Regions from separate parts of the Mus musculus genome. Here region 1 is linked to region 2. A link is a contact called in public HiChIP or PLAC-seq data. All regions are on one chromosome and are shown on one strand. Each heading gives the region's core, a stretch centred on a gene start, on an enhancer-like site or on the middle of the called end of the contact. The rest is flanking DNA. Distances are from core to core; before and after follow the strand shown.

Evidence for each region. HiChIP or PLAC-seq counts read pairs in DNA pulled down with a chosen protein or histone mark.
Region 1: an H3K27ac HiChIP or PLAC-seq map of embryonic stem cells shows a contact between it and region 2, with 3 times the contacts expected there. The contact joins two enhancer-like sites. A contact is called at or near these places in 1 of 484 Hi-C or Micro-C datasets (cortical neurons) and 1 of 115 datasets of contacts at active chromatin or transcription factors (embryonic stem cells).

What each region holds. Positions count from the first base shown.
Region 1 is chr9:77,772,937-77,778,312 of GRCm38.p6, forward strand. It overlaps Gclc (glutamate-cysteine ligase, catalytic subunit), which reads left to right. Exons shown (of 16, transcript NM_010295.2): 2 at 2,143-2,255; 3 at 3,190-3,372. Among named protein-coding and RNA genes, the nearest start is that of Gclc, 21 kb to the left of the region's middle. Within about 2 kb of position 3,980, at least 22 of the 459 cell types and tissues checked have an H3K27ac peak or open chromatin away from gene starts, as enhancers often do. A contact at or near this core is called in embryonic stem cells, where this site is marked.
Region 2 is chr9:77,479,050-77,484,065 of GRCm38.p6, forward strand. The region is part of intron 2 of Lrrc1 (leucine rich repeat containing 1); the gene reads right to left. Among named protein-coding and RNA genes, the nearest start is that of Lrrc1, 63 kb to the right of the region's middle. Within about 2 kb of position 2,127, at least 107 of the 459 cell types and tissues checked have an H3K27ac peak or open chromatin away from gene starts, as enhancers often do. A contact at or near this core is called in embryonic stem cells, where this site is marked.

The DNA of each region.
Region 1 (5,376 bases), core at 2,730-5,229, 300 kb after region 2:
TGCCAGCAGTAACTCCAATTCCACAGGCTCCACCATCTCTCAGAACAGTGCTGTCTGCCGCACCTGAGGCTGTGGGAGCAGTTCACATTTAAACTGTAACAATAAGCTTAAAAGGTTAAGATCTATGTATGAAAAGTCATGGGCACCCGTTCTCTCGTTCTCATTTGCAGACAGCGTAACAAATCTGTGGCGACAATAGTACTGATTCAGGGAGTGAGTTTCATGTACCTCTCAGCTCCAACAGTGTCAAGCTGAGGAGTCTGTCAGTCCTGGTCTGGATGCTGACTGGAATTCTGTTATGGACAACCTTGCCATCTTCAGCCTTTGTTTTTACTACATTAACTGAGGGGCATAACATCTTGTATTATCATTTCACATACCTAAGTCAGTGTCGCCCATTCTTGACAGGAACCTAACTCCATCAATTAGATGACTAGTAATATTAACTGCAAGTGGTCTACTTGGTTGGTCAGTTGGCTGCTTTGTTTTCTTTTGTTTTTCTAAACTGCTGTGCCATTTCCTGTGGTTATAAATGTTCATCTGTATGTTTTAACTGAAGAACAAAATATCCTTTTAAATTATTGCTTCTGCCTGGTATGGGTGTACACCTGTACTCTCTGTGCTAAGGAGGTTGTGGTAGGAAGATTTTGAGACCAGCTTTGGCTACATGGTGAATTCAAAGGTAGCCTGGGCAACTAAGTGAGAAAATAAAACAAATAAATAAAAAATAAAACAAATAACAGCAAACGAATTTTGGAGTGACAGCTTAAATGCCCAACAATACTGAGCTAAGCCCACATAACTAAAGAAGAGGTACTGACAAACAACTATATAATCTCAGAAGAAAGCAGCCAGGCTGCAGGCTGCCTTCTGGATAGATTTAAGGTTGTGGTTCTGACTTTTTATATTAAATGCCAGGAAAAGAAAGTAGATACACTCTAACCTACCTTGTCTTTCCTTTTCCCCCCTTTTTCCTTAATAAAAATAGGCCAAGCCTGGTTTCTTTCATTCATATATATATACATACATACATACATACATACATACATATATATATTTACTTATGGGACTGGTTTGTCTTGTGGGCTATTCGCTTGCCACATGTTCTCTATGACTGCTGTCTTTGAAGAGTCAGCTAAGCATTGGCTTGAATAACCCAGCCCCACAACTTCTCACTTAGATTGGATAATAGGCATTTCATTTAAATCACAGATAGTGATTAATAATCTTAACCTTCTACACCAACTCTTCTTGTTTTTCAAGCATGCTATATCAGAGAAAACAAAAGCAAGCTCAAGTTGTACTCTGCCCACAAAAGTCTCTCTTTGGTATTTGACCTGTGATTTTTTTGGGGGGTGGGGGAGTGGATTCTACTGTGTGTAATAAACACACCCGTGTGTCCTACATTAAACATGGTACGGCATTACAGATCAAAGACGTTGTGTGAGATTACCTGTGCCATGCCCGAACTAAATTGTTGGGGCTTCTAAAATAATGTCTTTATGTTGGCATGTCTATGATTTTAATTCTTGAAGGAGGAGGGTGGGAAATTACAGGAATATAGAAGAATCTGCCAGGAAGTTCAATCTCTCTTGACTCATCTGGAGAGCCTCTTGTCACCAGCTGAGGAGATGAGCAGCAGGTGCCTCTTCACAAACTGCTCTCAGCATCTCAGCTCCCAAGACGCCTCCTTTAAGCAGCTCTTGTCAAAATGAACATCTTGACTTTTCTGTGTGATGTGGAGTAGAGGAGAGAAAAGAGGGATTGAAAAATGAGTTCTTGGCTGGGCAGCAGTGGTGCACGCCTTTAATCCCAGCACTTGGAGGCAGAGGCAGGCGGATTTCTGAGTTCAAGGCCAGCCTCATCTACAGAGTGAGTTCCGGGACAGCCAGGGCTACACAGAGAAACCCTGTTCCAAAAAGAAAAAGAAAAATAAGTTCTTGTCCTCTCACAGTGAACTGTAGACAGCCCACGATCTGCAGGCTTTGATGTTATGCAAAGGCTTGTGGTACAAGCACATGTGGCTAGGCTGTCCCTATTTTCTGTGACTCCTTTGCAACTTTTACATTGCTTGGCTCTGCTTCTGAAGGTCATGCTGAGTTCAAGTCTGGGAAAACATTCATCTCTCTATTACTTCCACAGGTGGAGTACATGTTGGTGTCCTTCGATCATGAAAATAGGAAAGTCCAGTTGTTACTGAATGGAGGCGATGTTCTTGAGACTCTGCAGGAGAAGGGGGAGAGGACAAACCCCAAGTAAGCCGAGCCCCTAAGTCTCAGCCCGGTGTTTCTGGAGCCTCTGAGTAACTAGGACATAGGATCTTTCCCCAGCTGTCTAGAGGGTAAGAGTGAGGGGTGGATCTCAAGTTAGAGTCTCCAAGTCTGCCTCATCTAGTTGGTGAGTAGCCTTGAACAACCTCTCTGTGCCTCAGTCTCATCTCTATGAAGTTTGGATAACCATAGTCACCTCACAGGCACTTCAGAATACTCAGCACAGTCAGCTACAATGTGGAGAGACTTTCATAGACATATTTCTGAAATATGATTGAGATCCACAGCAGAGATGCTGACAAAACTGGAGGCAGTTTTGTTTTGGCAGCATGATGTTTAAGTGTCTTCCTCTTCCTCTTGTTTCCTTTTTGTTTGTTTGTTTTGTTTTCAAGACAGGGTTTCTCTGGGTAGTCCTGGCTGTCCCAGAGCTTGCTCTGTAGATCAATCTGGTCTTGAACTTGGAGATCTGCCCGTCTCTGCCTCCCAGTTGGCTAGGATTAAAGATGTGTGCTACCACACTTGACTTTTTTTTCCTGGTTAAATACTTCTTTACCTGGGAGTGGAGCAGGGCCAGGAGCATCTACTCTCTAGTTCATTTTCTACTTGCTGTTTTGAGAAGCTGCATTGGAGAACTTTGATATTGACTTACAGCCTGTTAGGCTCAGTTCCTTCCTTGTAAAGTGGGCTAGCTTTGTCCTGGATGGAATACCTGTGTGCATTTTCCAGAAACTTATAAATTTTGAACTCAACACTTAGCAGTCCTAAGGAGTTGAAAAGCTATGGAAAATTTATAGCTTTAGTAAGCATTTTACTCATCTGTACATAATATATTTAAAAAATTTAAAGCAACTTTTAAAAACTCAAAAAATTGTGGCCTACAGCAAAAGAATAAGCTGAAATTAAAATGACTTCTCTACAGCCATCCGACCCTCTGGAGACCAGAGTATGGGAGTTACATGATCGAAGGAACGCCTGGCCAGCCCTACGGAGGAACGATGTCTGAGTTCAACACTGTGGAGGCCAATATGAGGAAACGCCGGAAGGAGGCTACTTCTGTACTAGGAGAGCATCAGGCTCTCTGCACCATCACTTCATTCCCCAGGTTAGTTCCTCCATCAGCCTGTTCTAGCAGGAACATCAGACTGGAGGCTCTGAAGAAAGGAAAGCATGCCCTGTGCTTTGTCCTCGACAGTTCTCATGCCTGACAGAGAAATTCACACTGTTGGACAGCAGAGCATTGCCATCTGAAGAGTTCACCTTAAGGAACTACTGCACAACTGAGTCACTTCCCAGCCCCCACCAAATCTTGTGTTGGCCACCTTCACAGCTAACCATGCCATGTGTGGCCCATGGGCTGTGGGTTGGATTTGCCTGCTAACATTTGATACACTCTTGCTGTAGGGCTGCTGTAAAAGTGCATAGCATCTTCAGTTGGTGGCTGGGCTGGGCGCTGGCTGAGGGTTGGAATGTCCCTGTGACTTGGGGACTGGTTAGCAGTGTGGGGAGAACGTGATTCTGGCCCACTGGGGAGGAGTCCAGGCTCCTGTCAGGACTGTAGCAGTTGTACTTGCAGATGAATTCAAAGGAGCATCTGCTCTCCAGCACTCTCTGAGGTATTCTGAGCTGTGATCCCAACCCCCAGAGAGCCTTTGAACGTGGAGGAGGGAGCAGGCTTTTACAACCTGGCAGATGTAGCACAGATAAGCGAGATCCTGGGGAGTGGTACCTCGGGGCACACTTGTTCCTGGAGTGCTCTTGCCAGCTACTAACTGAGCAGGCTAAGTCACGTTTATAGTGTGCTGGAGATTTAGGGTTTGTTACCAAATCTAGTTATGGCGGTAAATACCAGTAAGTAAAGTGTATCCCAGATTAGAAAGGGGTGCCTGAATGTCGATACTGAGTGCAGTGCCCTGGGTTAGCCTGGAATTCTGCTCATCAAGCTCGTTTCTCTGCTATAGATGCCTGCCTGCTCCATCAAAGACATGGGAGAGGATCCTTAGCCTTGAAGCACTGAACTTTTGTGATGCTGTTTTTCCTTCTGAGAGCACAGCCATTCAGTCATACCATTGATCCTAGAAGGGCATTCTTTTAAGTAGGAATTAGTAGCTTTTAAGCTCCCCATTGTCATTCCTACATAGAGTAGTTAAAACCTTCAAGTCAATTGTCAGATATTTAGAGTCTCTGAGCACCTTTTCTTTTCCAGACCCAGAGAGGCTTTGCTTTGCAGAGCTGAGGAGACAGCAGAGATCAATCAAATACCTATTATATAATTATATAATGATAAAATTAAGGAGTGGCATGGGGTGTGGATATGGCTATCAGTTCTGGGGTAGAGGAAGACATCTCCAAGGGAAGATGATTGGAGTGATGTCCAAAACTCTAGGAAGAATTTCACAGGAGAGGGAGCAGAGCGATATTCTGGGGGTAGAGGGGTCACATAGACAGCCTGGTGGGGAGTAGAAGAAAGGAGTTACCCACTGTGACCAGGAAGCTAGGGTGCATGTGACGGGAGGCCGGGCAGGCTGTTATGAACTTTGATTGTTATTCTGAAAGCAATAGAGACTTTGGGAATCTAGGCTGGGTAGATAGTATCACATGTTGGCTTTGTAGCCCTCATCTCGGCTGTTGGCATGGGAGCAAATGCATAGCAAGTGCAGGGCGTGCCAGGTAAGGGAAAGGGTGCTCCTTAGGCACTGTCATGGTGACCTGGTTGATGGTAGGCGGTGACAGTGGAAAAGTGATGGGTCATAAAGTGACAGAATCAGCTAGCCTGCTGAAGAGGAGGGGACAGATGAAGGACAGTGCTATAGGTGACTGGGTGGGACCTTGGGATAATGGAGTATCAGCCTGGAAGTCAGGCTGTGGATGTTGCTTGTCAACTTTTAGCAATCTTGGAAATGCTTTCTCTCCTTACCATTAAAAGAGTTATACATCTTGCTTTAGCAAACTAAAGTGGGACAGGAGGATGCAGCACGAAGCCAAAGGTTGTAGACATTTAAGAAATGTCCAGCATTGAAAAACAGTGTTTTTTCTGGGCCACAGAGTAAATGTCTTTAGTTAAACTCTACTGTGTACCTTGCCTCAGTTAATGGTTCTGTGTGAAATA
Region 2 (5,016 bases), core at 877-3,376:
CCTCCTGTTTTAAGGATGCAGCACAAATGCCTGGAGGGCCACTGGGTAGAAAAGAAAGGAACTAGGGAATAGGCGGAGGTCAAGAGCAGAAAGCATCACTTCGAGCGTGGCCCACACATCAACGAAAGAGGGAAGAAAGGTGTAGCTGTAAGCTAATTTCTAGGAATAAACTGTTGCTTTAATAGGGATGTAAGGAGAACCTAAACCACAAAGGCCGAGGAGTCAGAGGAGGAGGAAGAGGAATGTAAAACAAGAGCCAGACTCCAGTCTCCAAAACAGCACTCACTAGCTGACTAAAGGGGAAAAATGGGGAGAACAAGGTAAGGGTTGCTCATCGTGATGCTGAATGAATGAATGAATGAATGAATGAATTACACAGGACTGTTGTTTAATTTGAAATGATATCCTGGGCTGTCAGGCTACAATCTGTCTTTTATTAAATTATGGCAAACATTTTTTTTTCTTACCAAAATAAGAGATGAAAATCCTATGTTGAATGCCAATAAAACAGTAGCAGCAGCAGCAACAACAACCAGTAACAACAACCACCATCAGCTACATACACAGCTCATCTGTTTAACATGCATCCCGCAGACACATAACCCTGAATGTTAATTCTGGGCATTACTTTGAGTCCATCTGTGTTTTACCTAAAGCTGGTTAGTAAGGAGTAGAACCTTCCACATATGGAGTCCCACTGGCACTAGTGGTTTCTAATGTCACACTTCCCACTTCCCACACACTGCTGCCATTGTCGTTATCAAGGGCAGATGCAGGAATGGCTTTGGTGAAGGCTAGCTCACCTGCTCCAGACCTCTGCACAGCTTATGGAGCTGAGCTCTGGGCTCCCATCTATACAAAACCGGTCCTACATGCAGCACTGTTCAGTTCCCAAGGCACTGCAGTGAGCGCTGTTTCAGCTGGAAGCAGGGAGCTCCCGGCTGCTGCTCCGTTCTGATTTTCCCCTATGGTCTGCTTTCCACCTCTGCTTCCTATTGTCCCTTGGCACACATCAAAAAGTCAGAGAAAGGAAAGGAATCGGTGAGATGACCTATCTGAACGGTCTCTTTTGCTCTGACGTGGCAGGCTCCCACCGTTGTCACTTTCCCACCAAGCCCCTCATGCATACAGAATCCCTCAGAATCATCTCCCATCCTGGTGTGCAGCCAACCATCGCCAAGGCAATGCATGTCAGTGCCTGGGGGACAGGACGCTTCAGTGGGAATTCTAATCTAAGCTTGTTTGTCCAGTCTTTCTGGTGACAGATACATAAATACATCTTCATAGTCTACAGAAATAGAATCGTGTTTAAGAAAAATTACAGGTACACTGAATCTCCATGTCTGAGAACCTGGAGTAGACCAAGCCTTCAATAAGCCTGGCAACTGGAAGGAGGAGAAAAAAAAAGAGAAAGAAGTTTTGTTTGAGGAACATACCAAGGGTCAGAAGAAAGTTACACTTCAGTGTGTTTAGATTTTTTTTTTACTTTAATTGCAAAATCTAAGGAGCAGAGAGAAACCCTTTCTCAGAAGGCAACAGGAGCGCAGTCACATAGCAAGGGCAGAGGGCATGGCCACAGGAACATCAGAACCTACCTATGTGAGAGAGACAGAAGAGGAACATGTGAGCAGATGGCCTGGGGGAGCAGAATGGTGCATGAGAAGGCTATCAGTGGAGAGCAGCTGCTGAGATGAGAACCTCCAAGCCACAGGGGAGCAGAACGGTAAGATCCCAGGAGCTGAAGGAAATGAGCTGCCACAACAAGAACCACTTCTGGGCAGAAAGTGAGCGATGTGTCTACTTGGCAATGTTAAGTGGAAGCGGGGAGAAAGGCAAAGCTGTGATGACCCAGAATTATTATGCAAAAGCCATGAATTAAGCCTCAGCCAGACTCAGACTCTATCAGGACCACAACAACCAGCAGTAAAGAGAACACGCATGTACAGGAGATGCTGGCAGGCTGTGGTGACATACTGAACACTGTGACTTTGGGGACAGCCAGTACATCGTATTGATTCATTTAGAATTATTTACTACTAGAATAAAACAAGGTCCTTGTGTGCCAAACAGGCTGGCTGATTAAGACGGTTTGAATGTGGTGCTGCAGGCTGTCTGACTCAATCCTGTTTAAAAATATCTGGGATTGTCAAACAAGACTAAATATGAATGCGCTCTCCCAGTCTCCCTTGTGCTGTCACAGCTGTTCTTCTGGTAATGAAAGGGAAAAGCTAAACGCAGAATTTCTTCAAATGTTTCCATTTATCATGGTATCCCAAGCACTACAGACACCCAGGAGGCAGCCAGCCCGTACACAGAGCCCAGTCCTCGGCATCCATTTCAGGGCTCAAGAAGGTCGGCAGGCTTGGGCCTCACATGCTACAGGGAAGACAGACAAGGGCCCTTCAAAAACGTTATTTTGTGTAAGTCTTGTAACAAGTCATGTTACTTGCCCTGAAGAAAGAAAAAATAAAAAGGTCATGCTGGGTGTGGTGGCACACCCCTATAATCTCTGCGCGGGAGAGGCTGGGACAGGAAACTCGGGAGCCCAAGGTCAACTCCGGCTACACAGCAAACTCAAGGCCAGCCTAGGATACAGGGCACAGTGTCTCAGAAAAGGTTCCAACTAAGGATCCTGGCAGCAAACATCAAAACAATCATTCCAGCTCAGCTTTTCCTTCCCCACAGAGTTGGCTCAATCGTGTCTGCAGGTACAAGGTCTTGCTTCAGAAAGACAATATTGAGTACTAGGTTTCACAGGGAATAACAGGAAGGAGAGAAATGTAGCCATCTGCCAGTCGCTCACTTCTCTCCTAAAACCAGTTACGTTTAAACATATATTCACATATGATTTTGATTAAAAGTTACTTATACTTCAAAAAAATAGCAACTATCAAAAGTGAAATAGTTTTATTCATCAGAATCTTCTCTTTTCATTTAAAATTACAGCTCTCTGGACTTATTCTGAGTTAATACGGCTAAAATACAGTCACTGGTACTTATATATCAAATTCTCTAGAAAATTCTAATGGAGGTATATTTTGATCCAGAAAGTCTAACTCCACACCCCTACCCCAACTTCTCCCTTACCTTAGACCACAAAGCAAAAATTCTCCCTCTGACTCACCCCAGCAGCAGCCCGTTCCCCACACCCCTGCAGTGATCCACTGCCCCACACCCCTGCAGCTGCCCACTCCTCACACCCCCGAAGCGGCCCACTCCTCACACCCCTGCAGCTGCCCACTCCTCACACCCCTGCAGCTGCCCACTCCTCACACCCCTGCAGCGGCCCACTTCCCCACACCCCTGCAGCTGCCCACTCCCCACACCCCTGCAGTGGCCCACTCCTCTGACCAGTCTCATGCTGCCAGTTTCCCTGTTCTCTTTTAAAAGCACCCCCTGCCCTTCCAATTAGGTCACACCCTACCGAGCCGTGTTTGCCTGCCACACCACTACACACATTGCCTGTCAGCTGAGAGACTCAATCACAGGCTAAATGAGTCACTCTTTGGATAACACACACAGAGTAGGTAAGAGTGCAGGGCCACGAATGAACACAGTTCTAGAGAAATACAGGGAGAAGCCATTTGGCCTAGATGAAGCAGACAGGACACCATTCTCAACCGGTTCATTACTGGGTTTTTCCAAAGCACACCCCTACTATAGTAATATAACCACTGAGTATTCTAGCACTTGAGGGATTTTCAGTCTTCTGGCACAAATGGACTATCAGGTGAGGTAAGGACAGCTTGAGCTACGGAGTAAGACCCTGCAGGAGAGGGAGGGAGGAAGAAGATGGTGGTGGTGGTGGTAGGGGGGGGTTGTCTTATGGAAACCTCAGCAAATACCCGGGCATTTACTTTTGCTGGTTCTCAGCACTAACATACCCATCTCTGGGACCACTGTCACCCAAGCCCACAAAGTCAAAAGGGCAGCCCAGGGTGGGCCTAGGGCACTGCCTTAAACAAGCAAGCAAACAAAACCAAACCCCGCCTCACTTGAACCTGAGACGTAGCTAGACTCAAATCACTACGGATTGAGGAGTTGGCCATTAACGTGGGACCTCACAGTTACTCCCATGCACACTTTACCTCCACAACCAAGTGATTTCCTCCTACAGGGACAGATTCAACTCCCAACTCCCAAAGCCTGTGCTGCAGGTCTGGTTAAACTGCCTGGGGTGGAAGGAAGATCAACGTGGGCAAGAAAGCTGTTTGTGTAGCTGGTCAGGGGCGGGCAGGGGAACGGTGGATGGAGACTGGAAGTTGGATCTCATTTAACCTCTTCTTCCTCAGAGGCTTCCGATCCCTCGGAGCTGGGGTCGCAGGTGCTTGTGAGCTGCCCAACATGGGTGCTGGGAATGGAACTCCATGGGAGCTGTTCATTCCTAACAATGGGGCCATCTTTCCAGGCCCTAAAACTAATTCTTGTAAGACGTTCTCTACCTCCCATACACACTGACATTTTTTTTCCTAAAGTAATCCTTAAAAGATACAGAAAAAAAAAATGGAGTACAAGAAAAGCACTCAAAAGAAATTTTTAAAAAACATGTTTACATTACTCAAAGGAATACTGTAAAAAGCTTTCAAATTACAAGTTGTCAACTGACAGATGGAGAGAGACTCATAGGGTGTTTAAGTTCCTTAAAAGACACAACAGAACTCAGGCATTGAAACTGGCACTGTCTCTTCAAAGCATCCATCACACAGCACTCACTGGCCCCTGCCTCCCCCCTCTCCTGATGTTGGCACTGGATGAATGTTATGAAATACATGTTGTAAAACTAGTGTTTTCTCTGTAATTTAAAAAAAAAGAAAAAAGGAAGCACTTCAGGACCAAGGCTCATAACAAACCATGCAGCACATCCCAGCTAAGTCACACCCTGACGATGCTGCGCCCTTACAACAATCCGCACAGGTCCCACAATCCAGATCGCGGGTGGGGGAGGCAGAAGGCGAGATCCTTGCTTTAACAGAATGGTAACTGGATCACTGTAACAGACCTTTGAGTTTTTTGAAC